2 separate regions of the Ovis aries genome follow, and region 2 is linked to region 1. A link is a contact called in public Hi-C data. All regions are on one chromosome and are shown on one strand. Each heading gives the region's core, a stretch centred on a gene start, on an enhancer-like site or on the middle of the called end of the contact. The rest is flanking DNA. Distances are from core to core; before and after follow the strand shown. Region 1 overlaps SPSB4 (splA/ryanodine receptor domain and SOCS box containing 4). Region 2 holds the start of SPSB4 (splA/ryanodine receptor domain and SOCS box containing 4).

The links. Hi-C and Micro-C count contacts between places; a contact is called where the count stands out from the background.
Region 2: a contact with region 1 is called in a Hi-C map of muscle, with 3 times the contacts expected there. The contact joins the promoter of SPSB4 here to the enhancer-like site in region 1. A contact is called at or near these places in 3 of 16 Hi-C or Micro-C datasets (hypothalamus, muscle and tail adipose tissue).

The regions. Positions count from the first base shown.
Region 1 is chr1:248,443,478-248,449,059 of ARS-UI_Ramb_v3.0, reverse strand. All of the region lies in intron 2 of SPSB4 (splA/ryanodine receptor domain and SOCS box containing 4), which reads left to right. Among named protein-coding and RNA genes, the nearest start is that of SPSB4, 64 kb to the left of the region's middle. Within about 2 kb of position 3,204, at least 5 of the 54 cell types and tissues checked have an H3K27ac peak or open chromatin away from gene starts, as enhancers often do. A contact at or near this core is called in muscle, where this site is marked.
Region 2 is chr1:248,508,069-248,514,103 of ARS-UI_Ramb_v3.0, reverse strand. SPSB4 (splA/ryanodine receptor domain and SOCS box containing 4) reads left to right here and starts at 4,010. Exons shown (of 3, transcript XM_027959837.3): 1 at 4,010-4,631.

The DNA.
Region 1 (5,582 bases), core at 1,955-4,454:
AAGGGCTTCCCAGGTGGTGCTAATGGTAAAGAACTACTAATGCAGGAAACATAATAGATGCAGGTTCGATCCCTGGGTCAGGGAAGATACCCTGGAGAAGGAAATGGCAACCCACTCCGGTATTCTTGCCTGGGAAATCCCATGGACAGAGGAGCCTGGCAGGCTGCAGTCCACGGGGTCACAAGGACTGGAATTTGACTGTAGCAGCTTAGCCTTTCGGCACATGTGTAGTTGGGAAGGTCTCCTTCACCTCGAGAATGAGGATGTGTGCAGTCTTTATCTTGTAGGCCTTCCCAGGTGGCACTAGTGGCAAAGAATCTGCCTGACAGTGCAAGAGATGCCAGACAAAGGTTTGATCCATGGGTAGGAAAGATTCCTGGAGAAGGAAATGGCAGGTCACTCCAGTATTCCTGCCTAAAAATTCCATGGACAGCTGCAGTCCCTGGGGTTGCAAAGAGTCTGACACAGCTGAGCACTTAGCACCTTTATCTTTTATCTGGACAGGACTCAGCTCCTCCTTGTTCTTGCTATTATCTTTATCTTGGAGTATCTATCCTCAGGGGACAAACTCCAGCTGCTCCGCCTGGGGCCCAGCTATGTCTTGTCTCAAACCCTTCTTCCTTCAAGCTTTAGGGGTGTCTTATGTGGCTTTAGGTCTTCACACTCTCAACCTACATGAAAAGACATGAAAAGTAAAGACAGCGATTCCACATCAATGCCACAGAGCATCATCCCTCAGCCCCTCCTACACACATTCTGGATGGAGGCCCCATGGTTGGGCTCTTCTTTCTAGGGTCCCAAAACAACCACAGGAGCCCCTTGGGGGCTCCCCTTCCCTCCTGATCCAGCATGCTTATGCCCTGGAATGCATTCTGATTGGCTCCAGTTGGGTCACATGACTGTCCCTCAACCAATCACATGGCCACTGGATTGGAATGTGCTGACTGTCTCAGCCCCTGTCAAAGGCTCCACACATGGGGCTGGGAGGGGGCCAAGTCTCAGAAACAAACACACTGCACAAGGGAATCCAAAGATGTTTTACTAAAGGAGGAAGTAAAGAATGCTGGAGGCAAAACCATCAGAAATCCATTAGTAACTAACAGAAGGGTTAGTAGAATGAAGGTTTACAAATGATTGATCTTTCAGATAAATCAGGGTGATTATCAGGGCTGTCTTTCTGATAGCATCACTTCATTCCGCCTGGGAATTTTCACTTGGTAACAACTGTATCCTGTCCTCTCGCGCTGCCATTCACAGAGGACAGTCACTCTGAAGACAGATTTCAGTGGTGACTTCAGAGACCTGAATGAAGAGAGGTGTTTCCTTAGGGTTTCGGGATTTACACATGGGCCTTGCAAGTGAATATCCTGGACTTCCCTGTAGCTCAAACGGTAGCTCAATGCAGGAGACCAGGGTTCAATCCCTGGGTCAGGAAGATCCTCTGGAGAAGGGAATGGCAACCCACTCCAGTATTCTTGCCTGGAGAATCCCATGAACAGAGAAACCTGGAGGGCTACAGTCCATGTGGCCGCAAAGAGTCAGACACAACTGAGTGACTAACACACACACTTGCATGTGAATATCTTGCTATAACTATTGGAGCTTCCTCACACATCCTCCTCTGCTCTCGGATGTTCACTGGGAGACTTGTTTATCTGGAGCGGGCTTCTCTCACTGTTCTGCCCTGCTTGGGCTGATGTTTAAAATTCCAGATAGAAAATATAAAGTAAAATTCCAGATAGAGTTCCAAATAGGCAAGGCTTTAGGGACCTGGTCCAAGCCCCCTCCACTGGTATAGATGCGGACCAGAGAGGATCAGGGGAACCCTGGGCTAAGTCCCTCATGGGACTGTGCATGGGACCAGTGAGGGTCAGGGCCTTGCTGAGTTTCTCCAGGCAGTTGAATTGCAGAGCCAAGACACTCCCTGGGAGTGCTTTCTCTGGGGTGCCTCAGCATGGGATTCCTGAGCGTGCAGGCAGGAAAGCAACTGAAGTGAAGGCCTGGATGACACCGTTGTGGGGAACAGTCCACAGAATCAGTTTTCCCCAATCAGGCAGAATAGTGGGCAGGCCCCTTACAGTGGGGTTGCTGGTACCTCTACTGCCAGTACTTCTTCCTACAGCTTCCCAGAACCCATCTGTCAACGCAGGAGACACGAGATGCAGGTTCAGTCCCTGGGTTAGGAAGGTACCCTGGAGTAGGACATGGCAACCCACTGCAGTATTCTTGCCTGGAGAATCCCATGGGCAGAGGATCCTGGAGGACTACAGCCCATGGGGTCACAAAGAGTAATGACTAAGCACACATACTAAATATATTCATTAGGCTTCATTAAAACAATAACGTAAGTCCCCTGCCCACCCGTTTCCAGCCACCCTCCCCAGAAGCAACCAGCGCTTGTCAGATTTCTCACATTTTCTTCTGAGATATTTTTCCAAACGACACAAACAGCAGCATTCCCCTCGCTGCTGCCGTGCACCCTGCTTTCTTCACTGCCTGGATCTGAGCTTCTTCCTTCTTCTTGATGCTGGTGGGAGCTCCGATGCCCCGCTCGTGCATTTAGAGTTTAGAGACCTTTCGCGCCCCCTCCTGTTAGTGGAGAAGGCCAGAGGCCCAGAGAATGGAAAGCTCCCTCCTCCCCCACGTCTCCCAGCTGTCTAGTGACTGATTCAGGACTGAAACTCAAATCTTCTGCCCTCCCATCTACCAAGGGCCAGCCAGGCCCACCTCTTTGCCTCTCCGGTCCTCATTTGTCAGACCAGCGATTGGAAAGGGGTGGGGGTGAGGCTACCGTTTGGGGCGGTCATTATAGGCCATTGGCGGACATAGCGCCACCTCTTATGGCGTGGTTCCAGACTTCCTAGGAACCTTCAGCCGTGTGCCCTCTCTTCCGCCTGTCCCTTCGCCTCCTCCTTCCCACCTTTGCGGCAGCAGCCCCGCGTCCAGCCTCTGCCCCAACCCTAGCTTAGCAACTGGTCACTATGACAACGCGGGCCTTCCTTCCAAAAGTGACATTCCAGGTATTTTATTTTGAGCCCCAATTAAGCAGGGCAGGCTGCCGGCTGGGAGCGAAGCAGGGAAGTGTGTTTTATGGCCTGAGAGAGCCCAGGTGCTATTTATAGCTCCTTAATCGGTGTTGCTAAATGGGGTCTTAATACAAGTCCTGAGGCAACTGCGCATTCTCATCACGGAGAATCTCCTCCCCGCAGCCTCTCTCCCTCCATCTGGCGGTCCTTCTGGGAGGCACCGATGCCTCCTCTGTGCTCAGCAGCTGTCAGCAGGCTGCCTGGCCCTCCTGACCCCTTTTCGACACAGGCGGGCTCTTACGGCCTTTGGGAATATTGGGTCCACAGCTGTCACTCCCATCAGGAACCTGGGGTCCTTGTGCAGCTGTTTGTCTCAGGGCTGGGATTCTGTCCCCACCCCACCCCCTACCCCCCAACCCCCACATCGCCCCATCCTCTCCATCAGTTCCGCGGGTGGATCAGAGACACCTATGACTCAAAACATCAGCTGCTGCTGCTGCTGCTAAGTCGTTTTAGTCATGTCCAACTCTGTGCAACCCCATAGACAGCAGCCCACCAGGCTCCCCCGTCCCTGGGACTCTCCAGGCAAGAACACTGGAGTGGGTTGCCATTTCCTTCTCCAATGCATGAAAGTGATGGTGCTCAGTCGTGTCCAACTCTTAACGACCCCATGGACTGCAGCCCACCAGGCTCCTCTGTCCATGGGATTCTCTAGGCAAGATTACTGGAGTGGGGTGCCATTGCCTTTTCCTCAAAACATCAGAAACATCCACAAAATCTTTTCCATGCATACCTCATGGGTTAACAGTCATTTCAGTTATTTAAAAGGAGCAACGTAGCTATTACTGCCTCTACCCACTCCCTCCCTCCTTCCCCCGCACCATTCTTTACCCCAGGGGAATTCATGCCCAGAGTGGGAAAAGGAGTCAACTAATGTCATTGCCAGGCACCACTGGGAGCTTTACTTGTGCCACCTGATTCAGGCTTCACACTGGTTATTTATAGAGAAGGAGCCTGTACCCCTAGTCAGGATGGGCCAGGTCTTGCTGCTGTAATAGACAAGCCTCAAGTCACTAATGTCAAACAACCAAGATTTATTTGTCTTTGCCCTTGTGCATGCTCATCCCTGGTCCCCTGGAAGCTCTATTCTGCAAAGTCTGTGTCCTCACTCCAGGTCCAGGGCGGAAGGAACAGCCCCTAATGGTTACGAACCAGCTGCTAAACATGCATTTCTACTTGTTAGCCGAAGTAAGACTCATGGTTGCACCTAACCTCAGTGAGTGGGGAAGGGCATGGTGACCCTGTACGCGGAGGATGAGAGCTAGAAAATTTGAGAACAGTCCTCTAACAACCTCTGGAGAAGTCAAGGGGTCAGGGTGAAGCGATTTATCAGATCCCACAGCTCGTAAGTGGCAGAGGAGGGAGCTGAGCACTCAGCGGTTTCTCCCAGAAGTCTGTGCTGTTTCTCCATGTTTAGATGTGGGCTCTCAAGTCAGACCTATGGCTTAAACCCTATCTCCAGCACTCACCAGCTCACCCTTGCTCAGCAAGCCACTCTGCACTTAGAGCCTCATTTCTCTGTCAGATGAAGCTGCTAGCACAGGGCAATGTTTTGAAAACACAAAACTTCATTTCTAAGTTTAGGGCAAACTCCTTTGACAGGCCAGATCAACCGGCACTGATGTGAGGCTATTTTTAGTCATTTCTTATTTCACTCGGTGTGAATATTCATAGGTTCTGCTGTAGAAATACCAGCGTGTGTGATTGCAAGCACTGCCTCCGTCCCCTGGGATGTTAGGCAACAAGTGGCATGCGCCACCTAATTACTAAACTCTGGAACTTTCTGAATTCCCAAACCACCTGTCCCAGGGTTTTGGATAAGGGACCACAGATCCGTCACACCTCCCTCAAGGGGTTGTCGTGAGCATGAAGGGAGAATGTGTGAGCGAGTGTCAGAAATTTGGAGCACAGGCCCAGCACACACTCGGTGCACAGGCACCGGGGTTACGCTGGGTCACTAGGTTGCACTGATGAGGCAGGAAAGAGCTGAAACCAAAGCAGGAGTATAGTGGGTGCTCCTGTTAGCACATGATTGAAATCACTCCATCACCCTGCTCCTGAGCATTCTGTCCTAGTCAGCAGAGGTCCTTTAGGACCTCACAGATCCTTGAGTGTGCTTGTGGAAAGATTCACACTAACAGCAAATAGCATGCTTGTGCAGGTCCCCGAAAAAGACAACATACTTCGTAAATCCAAGGTGTTGTTCTCACACATTAAATTAAAAGCAAAGGGTGTGCTTTTGCCAGCCATGGGACGAGAGTCTGAGGTTTTGTCTTATCACTCACTTCTTAGTATCTCACTCAGAATCGTTGACTTTGCAAGAAGGTTCCAAAACCCTATTTCTCCAAAGTTCCCAAGGCCTCACCTTAAGGTTGGAAACTGGGACCTCACCCTCCAAGCAGCTTCCTTTCTATCTGCTAAATAGACTGGGGTTCTATGTAAAATTTCATTTGGCAAAAGGATTCTCGTGCTTTGGCAAAGAGACCTGCCCTTCTG
Region 2 (6,035 bases), core at 2,761-5,260, 64 kb before region 1:
GGTGGCAGGGGTGACTTTGAGAAGACAGTTTTGGCTGCAGAGCAGAAGTGAGGAAGCAGAGCCGTTAGGGAAGGAGACAATGGTGCATAAGCTGCAGAGGGGCTTTCCAGGTGGTGCTAGTGGTAAGAACCTGCCTGCCAATGCAGGAGACTTAAGAGACCCGGGTTCGATCCCTGGGTTGGGAAGACCCCCTGAAGGAGGGTATGGCAACCCACTCCAGTACTCTTATCTGGAGAATCCCATGGACAGAGGAGCCTGACGGGCTACAGTCCATGGGATCGCAGAGTCAGACAATACTGAAGTGACTTAACACACATACCAGCACAAGCACTTGAGGGGACCAATCTCAGACAGGACGTCCCACGCCCTAGGCTAGGCTCAAACGAGGTTTCCTCTGAGGGAGGGCAGGAGACAGGCCAGCTGCACACCGCATAGTCCTCCCTGCCATACACCTCCTCGGAGCAAGCCTCACTTGCCAGAATTTCTCAGGACTGAGTTTTCCCTCAACTTCTGTTAAACTACAGTTGACACTGCGAAGGAGACCATGTTTGCTGAAACCTAGTAAGTGGATTCCAAGTCAGCTGGCAGAAAGAGGCAGGCAAGTGGTGGGGTTCACAGCTTTGTATTAAGTGTATTTAATTAATTAGTTTCTTTTTGGTTGCTCTGGGTCTTGGTTGCTGCACCAGGGCTTTCTCTGGTTGCAGCAAGTGGGGGGTACTCTTCATTGTGGAGCACAGGCTTCTTATCGAGGTGGCTTCTCTCGTTGCAGAGCTTGGGCTCCAGGTGCTTGGGCTTCAGTTGTTGTGGCCCACAGGCTTAGCTGCTCCCAGACCAGGGATCGAACCTGTGTTCCCTGTGTTGGCAGGTGGATTCTTAAATATTGGCCCACCACTGAAGTCCACAGCTTTGCATTATAAACAGCAATTCTGGACCCCTGACAGTAGCAGCCCCTCCATGGAACTTCTGCTCCAGGCCTAACTTTGCCTTAGCCCAAGAATTCCAAGAATGCTGCGGATCTTTGTCTACTGCTGAGAAGTAGAAGAAAAAGATTTATTGAGTACCTACTCTGTATGTAAATGCTACAACACATAACCATACTCAGGAAATCCTTCTGTCCCCATTTTATAGTGAAAAAGCTAAGACTCAAAGAGCCTGAATTGAAATGAAACCCAAAGGCTGCCTGGCCATACCTGTGAAATATGTGTTTTCTTTGGAGTGAGACTGGCTAGTTCTTCAAGGGTTTGTTTTTTGAATCGCCCTTGGGTAGTTAAGAACATCTTGCATGAGTTATCTATTGGTGCACAACAGATTACTCCCAAAAAAGAACAGCTTAATACAATGAACATTTATTCTTTTACAGTTTCTGTGGTCAGGAATCTGGGCACAGTGTAGCTGAGTTTCTCTGATTCAAAGTCTCCCATGAAATTGCGGTCATGGTGTCAGACAGGGCTGCCTTCTCGTATGAAGGCCCAGCTAGGACTGGAGGGTGGGATCAGCTTCTCAGTTCACTCGCACGGTTGTTGGCAGTCTCTGTCCCCACCGCATGGGCCTCTCCACAAGGCTGCTTCAGCACATAGCAGGTGGCTTCTTCCAGAGAGCTAATTCAAAAGAGAGAGAGAGAGCGAACATGCAAGACAGAGTGTGCATACTCCAAGCAGAAGCCACAATCTTTTATAACCTAATCTTGGCTGGGCTTTCCATTAATTCCGCATTATTCTCTTGGTGAGAAGCAAGTCCATGAGGCCGGCCACACCTAAACGGAGTAGTTACACAAGGGTATGAAACCAAGGGGCAGAGATTGCAGGAGACATTGGCTGCTTACCTCAACATGAAGTTATATTAAATAACAGCCAGGCTATTCTGACTTCTCCCAAAATGACAAGTCATTTTGCTTGGTATACAGGGGCTGGAGTATTTTAGGATCACTTGGAGTGGTGGTGTGTCTACATCTTTAGGCCTAAGGCACATCTGGAGAGGTCAGCAGGTTGAACCTATCTGGATCCCCCAGGGAAAAATTAGTTTCTCAAACTGTGACCATTGTTCATTCCCTATCTTGTCCTTGGAGCTGTTGTGATATTTCCTAGCAAAGAGGGTAAGTGATGGGCATATCCCTCCCTCGCCCACCCTGTCAGCCAGACTAGGTTCAGGTGGAGAAACCACCGAAAATCTTCTTTGGCTTCTGTATCTTTTCCCCGAAATTTTCTTTTCTTGCCCCTCATCAGTGTCCATAGCCCCCTCAGTAGCTTGCAGAGTAGGTGCTCCAGGAGTTTCCTGATGGGGAATAGAAAGGACTGCTGTGGAGACCCCCCAAATATAGTAAATGTGAGTGCAGGTCAGAATGCCACTCAGGTCAATTCAAAGTACATTTATTCAACATCTGTTCTAGGTGGGTATAGAGAATTCAGACACGTATAAAAAGCATTCTTGCCCTTTGAAGGGGTTCACAGCTTTAGGAGGGAGACACGTACAAACAGGCAATGACAGAACAGTAGGATAAGTGCAAATAAATACTTGATCAATACCCCCTTCGGCTGTCCGACCAATGGCTAAACTGGTTTGTGAAGCATCCTCTTTTGCTTGGACTGTATCAGGAGTTCCAAGCTTGCTTGCCTCCATCCATTCACTCCGCTTAGAGATCTTTGGACAATGTAAATATGATAAGCATTACTTTGATTAAAGGCCTCAACTAATCTTGAGGAACGATCAAACTCTAGTTGACTTCCAAGAACCTAGCCACTGTCCATCCCTCCAGCCACATCTTACCTCATCGTTTGAAAGTGAAAGTGAAGTCACTCAGTCGTGTCCGACTCTTTGTGACCCCATGGACTGTAGCCTATCAGGCTCTTCCATCCATGGGATTTTCCTGGCAAGAGTGCCGAAGTGGATTGCCATTTCCTTCTCCAGGGGATCTTCCCGACCCAGGAATCGAACCCGGGTGTTCCGCGTCGCAGGCAGATGCTTTACCCTCTGAGCCACCAGGGAAGCCGCCTTACACTCCCGTATATACCGGAGGCTCCATGCTGTGATAGGTACCTAGACAGATGACCACCCTGTCCTTCTGTCTCCATGGCTAATTCATGTAGCCACCTCTATTAGGAAGCATTTCCAGATTGCCCTTCCCAGACAAAGCTGCCATCTGTTTCCCTAGGTTGAGTTACCTTTTACTTGTCTGTGTCCCAGATGAACCGGCGCTCTGCCCGTAGGCCGTTTAGTATCCGGCATAGAGAGGGCTGAGGTCAGACCAGATCACTGTGGAATGAACTAAGCTCACCTCTGGGAGCACAAAAGGCACCCAGACCAGTAACTGTCAATTTTCCAGAGAGAGCACAGATGCTACAAGCACCCTCTTGGCCTCCGCTCTGGCCACTCCCTCTTCCTCCGCTCGAGACGGGCAATCGGGCGGCCCACCTCCAGTCCTGGCAGCAGGCAGACTAAAAACACCTCTTTGCTCCTCGAGTGGTCGGGGGAAGGCTCCGAGAAGCAGGAGAGGTATGAAATTGGACTTTAGAAGATGAGCTGGAATCTGATCTTTAAAAAATAAAGTGTAGACACGCTCCTGAGGAAGAGGTCATTAAACCAAGCTCTTTCCCCGGCGCTATTTCCCACACGAGTTGGGTAAAGACAGCAAAGCTGTCGAATGACTGTGTGTATCTCCTCCGGCTCAGGGGCACCCACCCTGGCGCTCCCAGCGCGCTTGAATGAATGGGGGTGGGGGGGGGAGCGCATGAATGAGTGCGTGAGTGAGGGAGTGCGCGGGCTAGCGGGCGAGTGAATGGCGACCGCGCCGACTCGGCACGCGGCCGCGGGCTCCACTTCCCTCTCCCGCCAGCTGGTGGCCTCGGAAAGGTGGCGGCGCCGGCAGCGGCCCGAGCTGGGACGGGCCGGGGCGCGGGATGGTGGGGGAAGGGGCGTTCCCGGCGGCCGCGCCTTCCGCGGCTATTGGATTAGTGGCCTTCAGGGATGAGCTCAGCCGGATCGGCTTTCAGCTGCAGCCTCTGGGCCGGCCGGGAAGGCGGGGAGCGGGCGGCGGCGGAGGAGGAGGGGGAGGCGGCGGCGGCTGCAGCATCCAGAGCTGGCCGCGGCGGCCGGCGCGCCCCGTGCACAAAGACGCCCAGCCCCTTGGGGAGGGCGATGAGCGCACCGTAGCCCAGACCCGGGCCCCAGTTTCGAACACCAATGCGTGCGCCCAGGGCGAGGGGGAAGACGCCGGGCGCTCCAGGGGCGGGCGGCAGAGGCGCGGCCCGTGCGCCTTGAGCTCGGGGCTCGCCGCCCTCCAGGTCCAGCGCGGAGCTTAGGAACCGCTGGAGCGCAGGCCTTGGCGCGCCCCCGGGATCCGCGCAGAAAGACGCTTCCCCTCTCCCACCCGACCTCCTGCGCCCTCTCGCCGCGCTGGAGCGCCAACTTCCCCAAGAACGCTCCAACTCTGGGCCACCCTGCTGGGCAGAGGGGGCGCTGCTGCGGGGCTCTAGCCGTGAGGACGCGCCCCTGGCCCCGGGGAACAAGCCGGCATCTTCGGGGTCGCTCGGGCGCCCCTGAGCGGGTGGCAGCGGCCGCAGACGTCTCTCCTCGGAGTCCAGGACCTGCCAGCGCTGGCGATTCCTCCAGGGCAGGCGCTTGCCCTCTCTTTTATGGTGAGTATTCTCCATCTTCTGGTGAGAGGCGCGCGGGAGCCGAGGTCTGGCCGAGCGGACCTCGTGCGGGCCGGCACTGGCCACAGTCCGCGCTCCTGGCGTGCGTCCGGTCCAGATCCCCGGGAATTCCTCTCTGCGGACTGTGGCAATCCGAGCTGGCTGGTTTGCCTTTGGGCGTTTGGGGCTGGCCCCTGGTGTCATCGGTTCGAAGCCCGCTGCTTTTCTGCGTAATGGAGACAGCACAAAAAACTACCCCCCCGCCCCCGCCCGAGTCACCCTGCCTGGGTTTAGGTCCATGATCTGTCATTCACTGAATGAGTGACCTTGGACAAGGCGCCGAACCTTGATTTCTTCATCCGTAGAATGGGGGTGATAATGGTACCCTTTTAATAGGGCTCTTAGAAGCATCTATGGGGTGGTCCTCGTAATGTACGTAGACCTGTTCCTGACACATAAGAACCACTCGATCAAACGTTAGCCAGCATTATTATTAGCTGTGTGATCCCAAGCGTGTCATCCAACTTTCCGGAGCTGCAGCAGTTCTTTCGTCGATGTATTGGGGACAGTAATTTCCAGGAGTCTGTTCGTAGGGGTTGGGGGGCGGGGGCAGTTCAGCGCCTGGAAGTGAAGCGCCTGGCACGCAGTGGGTGCTGAAATGGGGGCTGTTGTTACTGTTTACTCTTGACGCTGGATAGTGAGGCTGGTCGCCCAGTCCGAGCGCTGCTTGGGGCCAGTTCCTGGCCTTGCTTGAAGACAAACTTGGCGATGCTTTGGAAGGGAGGGGGTCGCGTGCAGAGTGAGTCACGGGCAGGGGAGGGGGGTGGGGTCTGGGAAGAAGGGAGGAGGCCAGAGCCTGGAGCGCGGCAAATGTGTCCGCCCTGGTAGCGCAAGACGCGCCACGGGCTCGGAGCCAGGAGGGGACGCCGAGCCCAGGACCTCTTCCTGGAGGGAGAAGAGGGCTTGAGGGGAGAGTGGGGTGGGGAGTGACCACTCCCGCCTCCGGGATGGAGGAGCATGGGCTTTTCCGGACTGGCAGAGAGAGGAGGGCACTTGTGGGCCGTAGCGCTAGGAGATGGAGAGCGCTCTGGAATAAGGCTTGAGTTCGAATTCCGCCTCCACCATCAGCCCGCAGTGTGACCTTGGACAAGTACTCGAATCTTTCCCAGCTTAGTTTCCTCCTCTGCTCCAGCCTCCTCCTGGGGGAGTTTAGGGGTTGAAGGAGTTCTCTCCTCTCTAGGAATCAGAGCCTCCATCCTCCATCCACCTTCCGTCCTCCAGCAATCGATGAGCATAAATCAGGAAGACGTGCCTGAGCTTGGGGGAAACGCTGTTAAAAGGAGAATACGGGAGCTGCCCGCCCCTCCCCCCTCCAGGCGGTCGTTGCACCTAAGGAAGAAGCGCCTG